Linked DNA regions of Triticum aestivum: region 1 is linked to region 2. A link is a contact called in public Hi-C data. All regions are on one chromosome and are shown on one strand. The core of a region is the stretch at or near the end of the contact, and the rest is flanking DNA. Distances in the headings are between cores, read along the strand shown. Region 1 has its middle 810 kb from the start of LOC123152431. Region 2 has its middle 980 kb from the start of LOC123152431.

The links. A called contact is a pair of places that touch in the nucleus more often than the background predicts.
Region 1: a contact with region 2 is called in a Hi-C map of leaf, with 3 times the contacts expected there. The contact joins two enhancer-like sites. A contact is called at or near these places in 5 of 5 Hi-C or Micro-C datasets (leaf, root and an unstated tissue).

Annotation. Positions count from the first base shown.
Region 1 is chr7A:286,029,007-286,035,195 of IWGSC CS RefSeq v2.1, forward strand. No RefSeq gene overlaps it. Among protein-coding and RNA genes, the nearest start is that of LOC123152431, 810 kb to the right of the region's middle. Within about 2 kb of position 3,290, at least 1 of the 8 cell types and tissues checked has an H3K27ac peak or open chromatin away from gene starts, as enhancers often do.
Region 2 is chr7A:285,858,970-285,865,372 of IWGSC CS RefSeq v2.1, forward strand. It overlaps the pseudogene LOC123152423. Among protein-coding and RNA genes, the nearest start is that of LOC123152431, 980 kb to the right of the region's middle. Within about 2 kb of position 1,277, at least 7 of the 8 cell types and tissues checked have an H3K27ac peak or open chromatin away from gene starts, as enhancers often do.

The DNA of each region.
Region 1 (6,189 bases), core at 2,040-4,539, 170 kb after region 2:
GAGGCTGTTCTCCCTTGTATTGCTCATCATCATCAGCCCAAGAGGCAATCCACCACACCACACATTGGAGTAGGGTATTACACCACAACGGTGGCCCGAACCAGTATAAACCATGTGTCTCTTGTGCTGTTCTTTCCATAGCTTAGATCTTAGCGAGGCGGAGGGACGCAGGTAGGTAGAAGGCAAAATCTCCGCGCGCACCCCAGTGTTCGAACCTCAAGGGTCTGCCGGAACCCGAAATCCGACAGAATAGTTGTTGTATTGCTTGAGCCTCATGGGTATATATATATATATAGGGTCGCGCTATTCGTCACCCTGGGTGAGGAATAGTTATTTTTCACCCCCCTCTATTTTACTATCAATGCACCGTAATTTTACGTTCCGTAAGTTATGTCTTATTTCACAAAAAGGAACCGTAAGAAAAATATATAATCGCCATAAAAATATTTTATGTTATGTAAAATTACAAACGTAAAACACATAGTCTAAAATATACATAAACTGCAAATTTTCTTATTTTATGACCTATATTTTTATTTTGTTATGCCAAATTTTACGTAGTGAATCAATAGAAATGTAACTATTTGAATTCGAAATGTATTTTAATTATGTAATGACCGTAAGATTACCTCGGGTGAAGAATAACTTATTCTGCATCCTAAGTGATAAATAGTAACACTGTATATATATATGTGTGTGTATGTGTGTGTATGAGTACAATGATCTACTTGAAGTACAAGACAAGTCAGAACAAATCCTAGTCTATATCAAATCTTTTCTAATAATCAATATACTCAACACTCATGGCCAGTTCGATTAGTACCGTACACGGTTCTAGAGAAAGAAAAGGAGGGTCAATCAGACGCTCTCCTTGGCAATCCAACGAGTACTAACACAAGAGCAAGTAAACTTCTTTAATAAGATAATGTTGCTGAGTCTGGTCAATAAAAGTTAGACAAGGGTTTTCACCCCGAATATTTATCCATGTTTCAATCAACATCTTAATGACGGATCTTCCGATAGTCGCCTCCTTCAGTACTCCTTGTCGCGGTTGTCGAGGGCCACCACCCCCGCTGCAATGGCCAGCGGGGCTTGCCACCGAATTTCATTTGGAAAAGGTACTAATTGTTTTGATCAATATTGTTTATTGTCTGTTGCAAGCTCTAGGATTTGCTTGATGAGCAGAGCAACATTATATGTTTGATCACTATCTTATTTTCAAGATCCTGGTAAGTGTCCCTAATGTGGGACGAACATATGGCAACTTCGAATGTTTTTGATTACAAGTTTAGTCACGTGGGGATGACAACTTTAGTTGTCAAGCATGACAACTTTTTTTTCGAATGATAACTTTCAGTTTTTTTGGTTTGTTTTTTCTTTTTGGATGGCAACTTAGGTGTATAAAACGTCAAGGCCGGATTACTTTATGCTATATGTGTGACACTTATCATTTGAGTAGTTTTATTTATAAGTTTGAATCACTGACTTGCATTTAAATCTTGGAAATGACTGAAGGATTGACAGTCTTATTCGCCTTTGACTAACGCAAAGATTTTTGTAGTAGTGCCCGACCGAAAGGGTGAAATGATTTCGGGTTTGTCTGTCTAGTGGAGATTGGAGTTGAGATCACGGCATACTTAATTAGTTATAATTAGCATTTGGTATGCCGTTTGGTCACAGCATCAGGTATACCGTCACTAGCAACCACTGCTACAGGGGCAGGGTACTTTGATAGCAATATACCCGGTTATTATGGCTGTCGATGAACACATGAAATTTTACTGGAATCAGCTCGCAGAAACTTCTTTCGTAATAAGCAGAGCCTGAAATGTTGGTTTTCTTTTCGTACGAACTGCATTGTTCTTTTCTACTCCCTTCGTATCATACTATAATACGTTTTAGTGTCAAAAACGTCTTTTTTTTGAAACGGAAAAAACGTCTTATATTATAATACAGAGGGAGTATGACGCTCTGATTAGGGCTTGGCTCAACTGCATTGGCCACCCATAATTCTAGAGTATCGTGTTTGTTGTAACCGTGGGGTTTGAAATGTGTGTCTCGGACAGGCAATCAGCTTCTGCAATTGCAATAATAGTGCACGCTTCACATCCTGTGACCTCACCATGTGCATCAGTGCATGCACCATTGTACCACCCATTGAGGGAGTCTATCATCTGTCAATGATCCACAGTTCAGAGTAGTGCATGCAGTAGTGCAACAAATTCAGAACATGGTGTTACAGTGTGTTTGTATAATACTAGTAGTACCAGTAATAATATTGAAGAGAGCATGGGATGGTTTTGGAATGGAAGAAAACAGAAGGAGAAGCAGATATCATTGGTAGATAGTGTGTCTGGACCATAACAGCCTGGGAGAGGAAGAAGTGTCGGCGGCGTCTCCGTTTTCTGAAGGCTTTTGGATGGATACCGTCGTCGGAACGTACAAGACACAAGAACTGCCCCGCACGTCAGGGAAGAGAAGACAAGACCTTTCATGATTTGCTGGCCCTGTCTCCCTTGACGTCCGCTTCTTTATTTAAGCCGTTGCTTGCTCCGTTTGCGCCTAATCACACGCACCGGCACGAGCGACAAGTCTCGGTCTGCTTTCGACGTTTTCGCAGGCGAAAGATATGCAGCAGATATAAAATTGGGCAGCATAAACTTGAGAAGTTTGCTGGGAGGAGATCCGGTCAGGTTTGCCTCTGGATGCAAGTCTGAAAAACACTACATTAAGATGGGCAGTCGGCAGTAAAACTGTGGATAATACCAAGAGCATGTACCTATCGAGGATGGTGATCCGTCGCGCTCTACGTACAGTCTGTTTAGAGCCTGGTTTTCAGAAAGCGACAGTATCGTTGTTACTCCCTCCGTTTCTAAATACTTGTCTTTCTAGGCATTTCAACAAGTAACTACATACGGAGCAAAATAAATGAATCTATACTCTAAAATATGTCTACATACATCCGTATGTAGTAGTCATTTGAAATGTTTAGAAAGACAAATATTTAGGAACGGAAGGAGTAGTTTTTTTCATCACTATGCGAAGGATCTAATTTTTTTGGAGGGGGGAATAGGTGAAAAATGTGACGCAGTCAGTTAATAACTTTCAATCATCCGTCGTCCGGAAAATTAGGAATTCCGTCAGCTCATGTTAGACTGTTTGAGTCAGTTTGAGCATTTTTATTTGGCGTCTCTGTTGCACCCAAATCACGTCCAGAATTACATGCAGAGATAAGCTCTGTCACACCATGTAGCCCGACAGTACCAACAGCAATGCGTATGGACCATTGCAGCTAATGCTAACCGGCAGGTACGCACGCAGAGGGCGGCCACACCCACACACAAGACACAGACACACATCACCATCATTCATCAACATAATTGTCATGTGTGCCAGTTCTCATCTGCTGATGATAATAAAACATAAACGTAAAGTGGTGTTTGTTTTGTTCAATTGTCTTTGTACAGATTTCTGGTACCAAATCTTGGGTGTGCTGTGCTCCGCAACAGACCGGCTTTGTGCGTGCACATCTTTTGCCAATCTCAGTCCTCAGACGGTGAGCAGTCGGCCTCGTCTGTTGCAGACAGCAGGGTCGGTGTGGAGACAGACTAGAGTCGTACTAGGTTCATTTTTACCTTTTTCCTTTTGACAGCTAGCTGATCAAAGCTTGACGATTAGTAGCTCACTCCCATCCCAGTAGAGTAGGTCGACAAAGATCTGGTCTGCCTGCCTGTCCCCTTGTTACTTTCCAGGAATCGCGACCGAAACTATCAACCACCGGTGCTTAAGGGTGCGCTTCTCTCCTGTTGCCGCCGAGCGCTGTTAACCGAAGGATTAGGGTGGGCTTCTTCTCCGATGTTTAAGGCTGTTGGACCACCAAAGAAGGGAGTTGCTTAGGATCGCCTAGAACTTATGAACACTAAAGCATGTTGGGTTCTGCATATGCTAGCTTGCCATCTCCTCTTTAATCTTACATGTTCGTATTTTATAAAATTGTACATGACATATACAAAAAAGAAAAATAAAGATGATACAAGAAATAAAAAAGAGAAGCCAAAGAAAAAAATAAATTAAAAAAGGGAAACGACGCACTGGTAGTCCGGTAGGAGGAGCAAACCATGAACGAATAATTATAAGGAAAATGTTTGTTTTAAACCGGATGACAATAGCGAGACACAAGCCCACGCACCGCTCCCCATCTGTACCTTATCCCACGCAAGGAAGTCACAGCCACACAATTTTCTCGCGCTCGTGTCGTCTTCCTCGTGCAGATCCCTCTCTCTCTCTCCTGTCGCCACTACCATGGCCGCGCTTTGCTCTACTCCTTCCCCAGAGCTCCCCTCTCTTCCTTTCCTTTCTCACCCCTGGGGCAATGGAGTGCTACTGCTGCACATGGCACCGCTTGGCTACGACTGGTGCTGCCATGAATGGACGAAAGCTTCGACGCGCGACCACCGCCTGCCATGGCCGTCGGAGCTACTGCTGTTGCGATGAGGAGCATCTGCACATGGTCGTCGGAGCTTCGTTTTAAGCAGTGTGCGTGGCTCCCTTAGCTGCAATGAAGTGCGCGGCGGCTGCGACGGTGACCGCAGAGAGTTGCCGACGGGGGGCGCTGCAACTCCGGCGATGTGGATTTGGAGTTATTGGGAGCACGCCGGCGTTGAAATGGAGCAACGCCAGGCCACCGGAAGCATAGCCGGGGCTGCAATGGAGCTTCGCCGGAGTTGCAATGGAGTTTCGCCGGGCGCCGTTGGTGCTGCGTTGGAGCTCCATCGGAGCTGCAATGGAGCTTCGCCGGAGGTCGTCGGTGCTGCGTTGGAGCTCCACCGGAGCTGCAATGGAGCTTTGTCGGACGCCATTGGTGCTCGAGTCGAGCTATGGTCGCGCTCGTACTATGCTGCAGTGGAGCTTTGTCGAGGGAAGCAGCGCTGCATTGAAGTTGGTAACGCCGCTGCCGTGGCGTGCTGCATCGGAGGACCACCAGCGCGCTGATCCGACGGTTGTCCAGGCGGATGATCCCCCCCCCCCCTCATATGGGACAACCCAAAAGCACACACGGGGTGCATATTGACCCGCGCGCGAAATAGGTGCTTAATGAAATGGTTTGTGGCGCCCACGCGTTATTGAACCTGGGGCGGCCCAGAAAGACCCCACATTCACCCTATTTTGATCGTATTTTATCCCCTCATAGCGACATGTTGTTCCACTGTACATGAGAAAAAATTGTCTCAAAAAAACATGAGAAAAAAGTAATATTTTTTTTATTTTGCCCAAAGTTTTTCTTAGTTTTAAGAAAGAGTGAAATAAAAATAATTCATGGTTTTTAAAAATTGAGAAATAAAAAAACAATATTTTTTTGTAAATATGGAAAAAGTACATGAATTGGGAAATTGTTCGCGAATTTCAAAAAGGCTTAAGGATTTCGAACCATTCACTAGTTAAGACGTTGGCCGGTTAACCCTCAACCTTTAAAAACATGAAATTAAAAAAACCTTAGTTTTGAGGTTTTGAAATAGTTCATGGTTTGAAAAGGTTGATGAATTTGAAAAATAAACTTCATGAATTTGTATAAAGTTCATAATTGTAGAAAAATGCAAGTTGGAAAAAAGTTTGTGAGTTTGAGAAAAGATGGTGGATTTGGAAAAGTTTGCCGATTCAAAACAAGTTCATAAAAATTGAAAATTAAAACATTTACTTAATTTTCAATTTTTCACACCAATTTAGAAAGAAAAAAAATAAAGAAACAAAAACGAAAAACTAGTGAAACAAAGAAAAGACAAACAAAAAAGGAAAAAGGAAAAGTAAATGAAAATGAAAATATAAAATACCCCAAAAACCTTAGAAATTGGAGGAAACCCCTCTCAGAACACCGTAAGGTCCCAAAATTGGTGCAAGGATAATGGGCCGGCCAGCGATTTGCATCCTAGCGAACCAGGAGTTGTGCGTGTTCTACCGAGAACACTGTAAATATGAATTGGCATTTTGGTGAGTGGAAAATAACTTATAGCTGGGCTATAGGCCACGAGCGGGTGAGTGATATCCTTCCCATGCACAATGGGTGGGCTTGTTAATAAGATTTTATTTCAATAAAGTTTATCTCTTCGACTGTGCATCCAAATCATAAAGCGTTTTAATTGTTGCATTTCTCACACCGAGATCTTCAAAAATAATCACATGTTGATAGGTTCT
Region 2 (6,403 bases), core at 27-2,526:
TCTTCGTAGACCTGCCTGGTCGAGCAATTGGGGCCAAACACCCTGTCTGAAAAGGACAAGAAAGCAGAACAAACTGAGAAATCGACTGCCGAATGAAATCCCAACATCAAGGCCAGCAATTGTCGCCAACATCGCCATACATTCTTTGCGAAATTGAGCTCTGCCGGTGCTTGTGCTTACCGTAGGTGTAGGCGGTGGGGAACATGGCGCGGTCAGGGACGGTACTGCGGAACATGACGGTGGTGGGGCTGATGCACTCCCAGTCGGAGCTGTCGCCGGACTCCCTGCCGTTGAGCGGCCGCACCCGCACGGACACCATGATCCTCTCCTCCTTGGCCTCCACCTTCTCCCATGCCGCCGCCGCATCCTCCTCCCCTGCCCCCATCGCCCTTCTCAGTCCTGCACCCCCTCCACCCAAGAACAGTGTCAAAATCGCCCCTCTTCCTCTGCACCTGTCACCGCCGGCCAACACCCCCCTCCCCTCGGATCAAGCAGCATTGTAAGCAAGAAACCAAAGCCGGCGGGCTGGTGGCAGGTCCATGTGCCCGAGAGCGCCGTGTCTGTCGCCGGATTCCGGACGTGGACGGCGATCCGGCGAAACCAGCCTGCCCACACCCAAGGCAAGAACAGAAACTACTACACTGCCGGCGCACCACCCCTCTTAGTCGCACATGTACTAACACTACCTGCGCGGCTACGGACTATCTTTGGCCGCCGCCGCTTGCTGGGTTGGAGTTTTGCGCTGCTGTCGCGAGACGAAGGGACGGACCATGGTCCCCGCCACGCTCCTGGCCACTCCCTTCAATTTTATTTACGCACCTCACATGGGGGTAGGAGAGGGCAGAGGGGGAGACGGTGGAGTCCCAAGACTTGTTTTTCTATGCATACGCGTGTACGTAGTACCAGCCATTATCCAACAGAACCAACTACTGATCACATTCCGCGAGAGGAACAAGCCAAGAAGGGAAGACGAAGCTACATTACCTGCGCAGGCTCGTGGCCGGTGGAACTAGAAGACGACCAATGCGAGAGGAGGAGAAATGCAGCTAGTGGCAAGATCGTGTCGTCCTCCCTCCTCTGCGTCTCCTCCTTGTTGCTCCGGAGAAGAAGAAGAAGAAGAAGAAGAAGAAGAAGAAGGGAGAAGACTATGATGGTTTTGGTAGAAAAAACTGAACAAAAAATGAAGAGGAAAAGGTGTAAAGGAACAGGTGTGTTCTTGTGGGTACAGAGCGACTTTTCTACGCGTGGCAGATAGGACGGCCCATCGGCCAATCACCGTCAATGGGGCGCCCGCGGGGCCCACAGAGAGTTCGTGCGGGCCTATCTTGTCTGTCGGAATGCCATGTGATGTGTCCCGTTGAACGTGGAACAGCATTATTAAATAGGGTTTCGGCTAATTTTCTTTTTTTTGACGCGAAATTAGGAGCATTATTGCATGAGAGAAATTCAGTTACACTCCGCCAAAACACTGCTAACTAAAAGGAGGGACATGGCTCCATCCAACAATCTGAAAATGATAATCGCAGTGGCATGTTTAGCACAAAGATCTACTGTGCAATTGACTTCCTTTGTGACATGCTGAACCGAAAACGAAGCAAAGTTTGAGGCTCTTTCCTTGATTTCATCGAAGATAGGTATCACAATTGACTTGAGGATGTGATGCGAATTCCAAAACCTCGCAACCTTCGAGCAATCAACCTCCATAACCACATGCGAGTAGCTCTTCAGTTGGGCAAAGATAACACCTTCTCGCAATGCTAAAAACTTGGCGATGAAAGGATCAGTAACACCAGGCATGGGCTTGCTCCAAGCACCCATAAAGGAGAGGTGTGAACGTGCAAACCCTCTCGTGCCTCCCAGCTGAGCTTGAGTGTCAATAGTGTTGTCCGTATTAATCTTGACCCATCCAGGTTGTGGTGGTCTCCAACCCCGATCACCACTGGTGTGTAATACGTCTATTTTGCATCATGTTTTTTCATACTGTTATTTATCTTGTTTTGAAGTTATATTCCATATTATAGTGCAACTCTAACATCTTTTCTCTCTTAAAATGCAAGATACATAAAAAAAGAAAGATTATCGGCAGCTGGAATTTCGGCCTGAAAAGGCTGTTAGAAATATGCCCTAGAGGCAATAATAAAAGTATTATTATTATATTTCCTTGTTCATGATAATTGTCTTTTATTCATGCTATAACTGTATTATTCAGAAATCGTAATACACGTGTGAATACATAGACCACAATATGTCCCTAGTGAGCCTCTAGTTGACTAGCTCGTTGTGATCAACAGATAGTCATGGTTTCCTTGCTATGGACATTGGATGTCGTTGATAACGGGATCACATCATTAGGAGAATGATGTGATGGACAAGACCCAATCCTAAGCCTAGCACAAAAGATCGTGTAGTTCGTTTGCTAGAGCTTTGCCAATGTCAAGTATCTCTTCCTTTGACCATGAGAGCGTGTAACTCCTGGATACCGTAGGAGTGCTTTGGGTGTATCAAACGTCACAACGTAACTGGGTGACTATAAAGGTGCACTACAGGTATCTCCGAAAGTATCTATTGTTTTATGCGGATCGAGACTGGGATTTGTCACTCCGTGTAAACGGAGAGGTATCTCTGGGCCCACTCGGTAGGACATCATCATATGCGCAATGTGACCAAGGAGTTGATCACGGGATGATGTGTTACGGAACGAGTAAAGTGACTTGCCGGTAACGAGATTGAACAAGGTATTGGATACCGACGATCGAATCTCGGGCAAGTAACATACCAATAGACAAAGGGAATTGAATACGGGATTGATTAAGTCCTTGACATCGTGGTTCATCCGATGAGATCATCGTGGAACATGTGGGAGCCAACATGGGTATCCAGATCCCGCTGTTGGTTATTGACCGGAGAACGTCTCGGTCATGTCTGCATGTCTCCCGAACCCGTAGGGTCTACACACTTAAGGTTCGATGACGCTAGGGTTATAAAGGAAGCTTGTATGTGGTAACTGAATGTTGTTTGGAGTCCCGGATGAGATCCCGGACATCACGAGGAGTTCCGGAATGGTCCGGAGGTAAAGATTTATATATGGGAAGTCCTGTTTTGGTCACCGGAAAAGTTTCGGGCGATATCGGTATTGTACCGGGACCACCGGGAGGGTCCCGGGGGTCCACCAAGTGGGGCCACCTGCCCCAGAAGGTTGCGTGGGCCAAGTGTGGGAGGGGACCAGCCCCTAGGAGGGCTGGTGCGCCCCCCACAAGGGGGCCAAGGCGCAAGGGAGAGTGGGAGGGGGCAAACCCTAGTCCAGATGGGCCTTAAGGCCCATATTGGTGCGCCTCCCTCTCCTCTCCCCCCTTGGCCGCCTCCCCTTTGCCATCTAGGGCTGGCCGCACCCCTTGGGGGTGGGAAACCCTAAAGGGGGCGCAGCCCCCCCTTCCCCCTATATATAGATGAGGTTTGGGGCTGCCATACACATGAGTTCTCTCCCTCTTGGTGTAGCCCTACCTCTCTCCTCCTCCTCCTCTCCCGCGGTGCTTGGCGAAGCCCTGCTGGATTGCCACGCTCCTCCACCACCACCACGCCGTTGTGCTACTGCTGGATGGAGTCTTCCTCAACCTCTCCCTCTCTCCTTGCTGGATCAAGGTGTGGGAGACGTCACCGGGCTGTACGTGTGTTGAACGCGGAGGTGCCGTGCGTTCGGCACTTGATCATCGGTGATTTGAATCACGACGAGAACGACTCCTTCAACCCCGTTCACTTGAACGCTTCCGCTTAGCGATCTACAAGGGTATGTAGATGCACTCTCCTTCTACTCGTAGCTGGTTTCTCCATAGATAGATCTTGGTGACACGTAGGAAAATTTTGAATTTCTGCTACGTTCCCCAACAAAGGCTACAACAGAGATAGCAATTCGCTAGAGCTCAAATGACGTGAAAATTTACGGAGATTTTTTATGGAATATATAAAGAATACTAGAAGAAATAAGTACCAAAGAAGACCCTTGGTGGGCCCATAAGCCAGGGGCGCGCCAGGATGGCTTGTGGGGCCCACAGAGGCCCACCACTGACGTCCTTCTTCTATATGAAGCCATTTACCCTAGAAAAATGAAGAGAAGATTTTTGGGAACAACCGCCGCTGTCTCGAGGCGGAACCGGGGCAGGAGCACTTTTGCTCTCCGGCGGAGCGATTCCACCGGAGAAACTTGAAGGAAATATGCCCTAGAGGCAATAATAAAGTTGTTATTTTATATTTCCTTATTCATGATAAACGTTTATTATTCATGCTAGAATTATATTGATCGGAAACCTTAATACATGTGTGAATACATAAACAAACACCGTGTCCCTAGTAAGCCTCTACTAGACTAGCTCGTTGATCAAAGATGGTTAAGGTTTCCTAACCATAGACATGAGTTGTCATTTGATAACGGGATCACATCATTAGGAGAATGGTGTGATTGACAAGGCACATCCGTTAGCTTAGCATAATGATCATTTAGTTTTATTGCTACTGCTTTCTTCATGTCAAATACATATTCCTTCGACTCTGAGATTATGCAACTCCCGGATACCTGAAGAATGCCTTCTGTGCTATCAAACGTCACGACGTAACTGGGTGATCATAAAGATGCTCTATAGGTATCTTCGAAGGTGTTTGTTGAGTTGGCATAGATCGAGATTGGGATTTGTCACTCCGAGTATCGGAGAGGTATCTCTGGGCCCTCTCGGTAATACACATCATAAGCTTGCAAGCAAACGACTAAGGAGTCAGTCACGAGGTGATGTATTACAAAACGATTAAAGAGACTTGTCAGTAACGAGATTGAACTAGGTATAAAGATACCGATGATCGAATCTCAGGCAAGTAACATACCAATGGATAAAGGGAATTACGTATGTTGTCATGACGGTTCGATTGATAAAGATCTTCGCAGAATATGTAGGAGCCAATATGGGCATCCAGGTTCCACTATTGGTTATTGACCAGAGAGGTGTCTTGGTCATGTCTACATAGTTCTCGAACCCGTAGGGTCCGCACGCTTAACGTTCGATGACGATATAGTATTATATGAGTTATGTGATTTGGTGACCGAATGTTGTTTGGAGTCTCGGATGAGATCACGGACGTGACAAGGGGTCTCGAAATGGCCGAGAGGTAAAGATTGATATATAGGACGATGGTATTCGGCCATTGGAAGTGTTCCGGAGGGTATCGGGTACATGTCGGGTCACCGGAAGGGGTTCCGGGCACTCCCGGCAAAAGATATGGGCCTTATGGGCCAAGAGGGGAAATGCACCAGCCACAAGGGGCTGGTGTGGCCCCATATGGGCCGGCCAAGGTGGAGAAGGAAAGCGAAAAGGAGGAAAGGAAAGAAAGGGAATAGGACCCCGAAAGTACATTTCTACACCTAGGAGCAAATGCTCCTGGTGTGAACAGTAACATCAAAAAAATAGAAAAAATATTCAAAAAATTCTGAATTTTTTTTGTGACATACTTCCACAAATGTTTGTTGCGCATGCAAAATTTCATTGCGAAATCACATTTGTCGAAGGCATGCCGAAAAAAACAAAATCCGAGCTCCAAAATGCTTTTGTAAGTAACATTTTTAGAGCATCGATTTTGTTTTTTTACCATACCTTCCACCAATGTGATTTTGCGACGAAATTTTGCATGCACAACAAACACTTACGAAAGTATATCACAAAAAATTCAATTTTTTGAATTATTTTTAAATTTATTCGATGTTACTGTTCACACCAGGAGCATTTGCTCCTGGGTGTAGAAACTCCACGTCCATAGGACCCCCCTTCCTTTCCCCCTCTCCCTCTTTCCTTCCCCCTCCGGCAAATATGGCAGGGGGCGCGGCCAAGGGGAGACCCCAAGTAGGATTCGGCCTATGTGGGCACCTCCTGACAGCCTCCCCTCTCCCTCCCACCTATATATATATATATATATATATATATATATATATATATATATGTGGGGGGGGGCGCCCTAGCACATCCCAGACAATTGTTTAGCTGTGTGCGGCGCCCCCTTCACCGTTTACTCCCCCGGTCATATTTCCATAGCGCTTAGGCGAAGCCCTGTGACAATCACTTCACCATCACCGTCACCACGCCGTCGTGCTAACGGGACTCATCTACTACCTAGACGTCCTATTGGATCAAGAAGGCGAGGGACGTCATCGAGCTGAACGTGTGCAGAACGCAGAGTTGTCGTGCGTTCGGTACTTGATCGGTTGAAGCATGAAGAAGTTTGACTACATCAACCGCGTTGTGAAACGCTTCTGCTTATGGTCTACGAGGGTGCACACTCTCCCCCTCGTTTCTATGCATCTCCATAGATAGATCATTGCGTGTGCGTGGAATTTTTTGTTTTCCATGCAACGATTCCCAACAGTGGC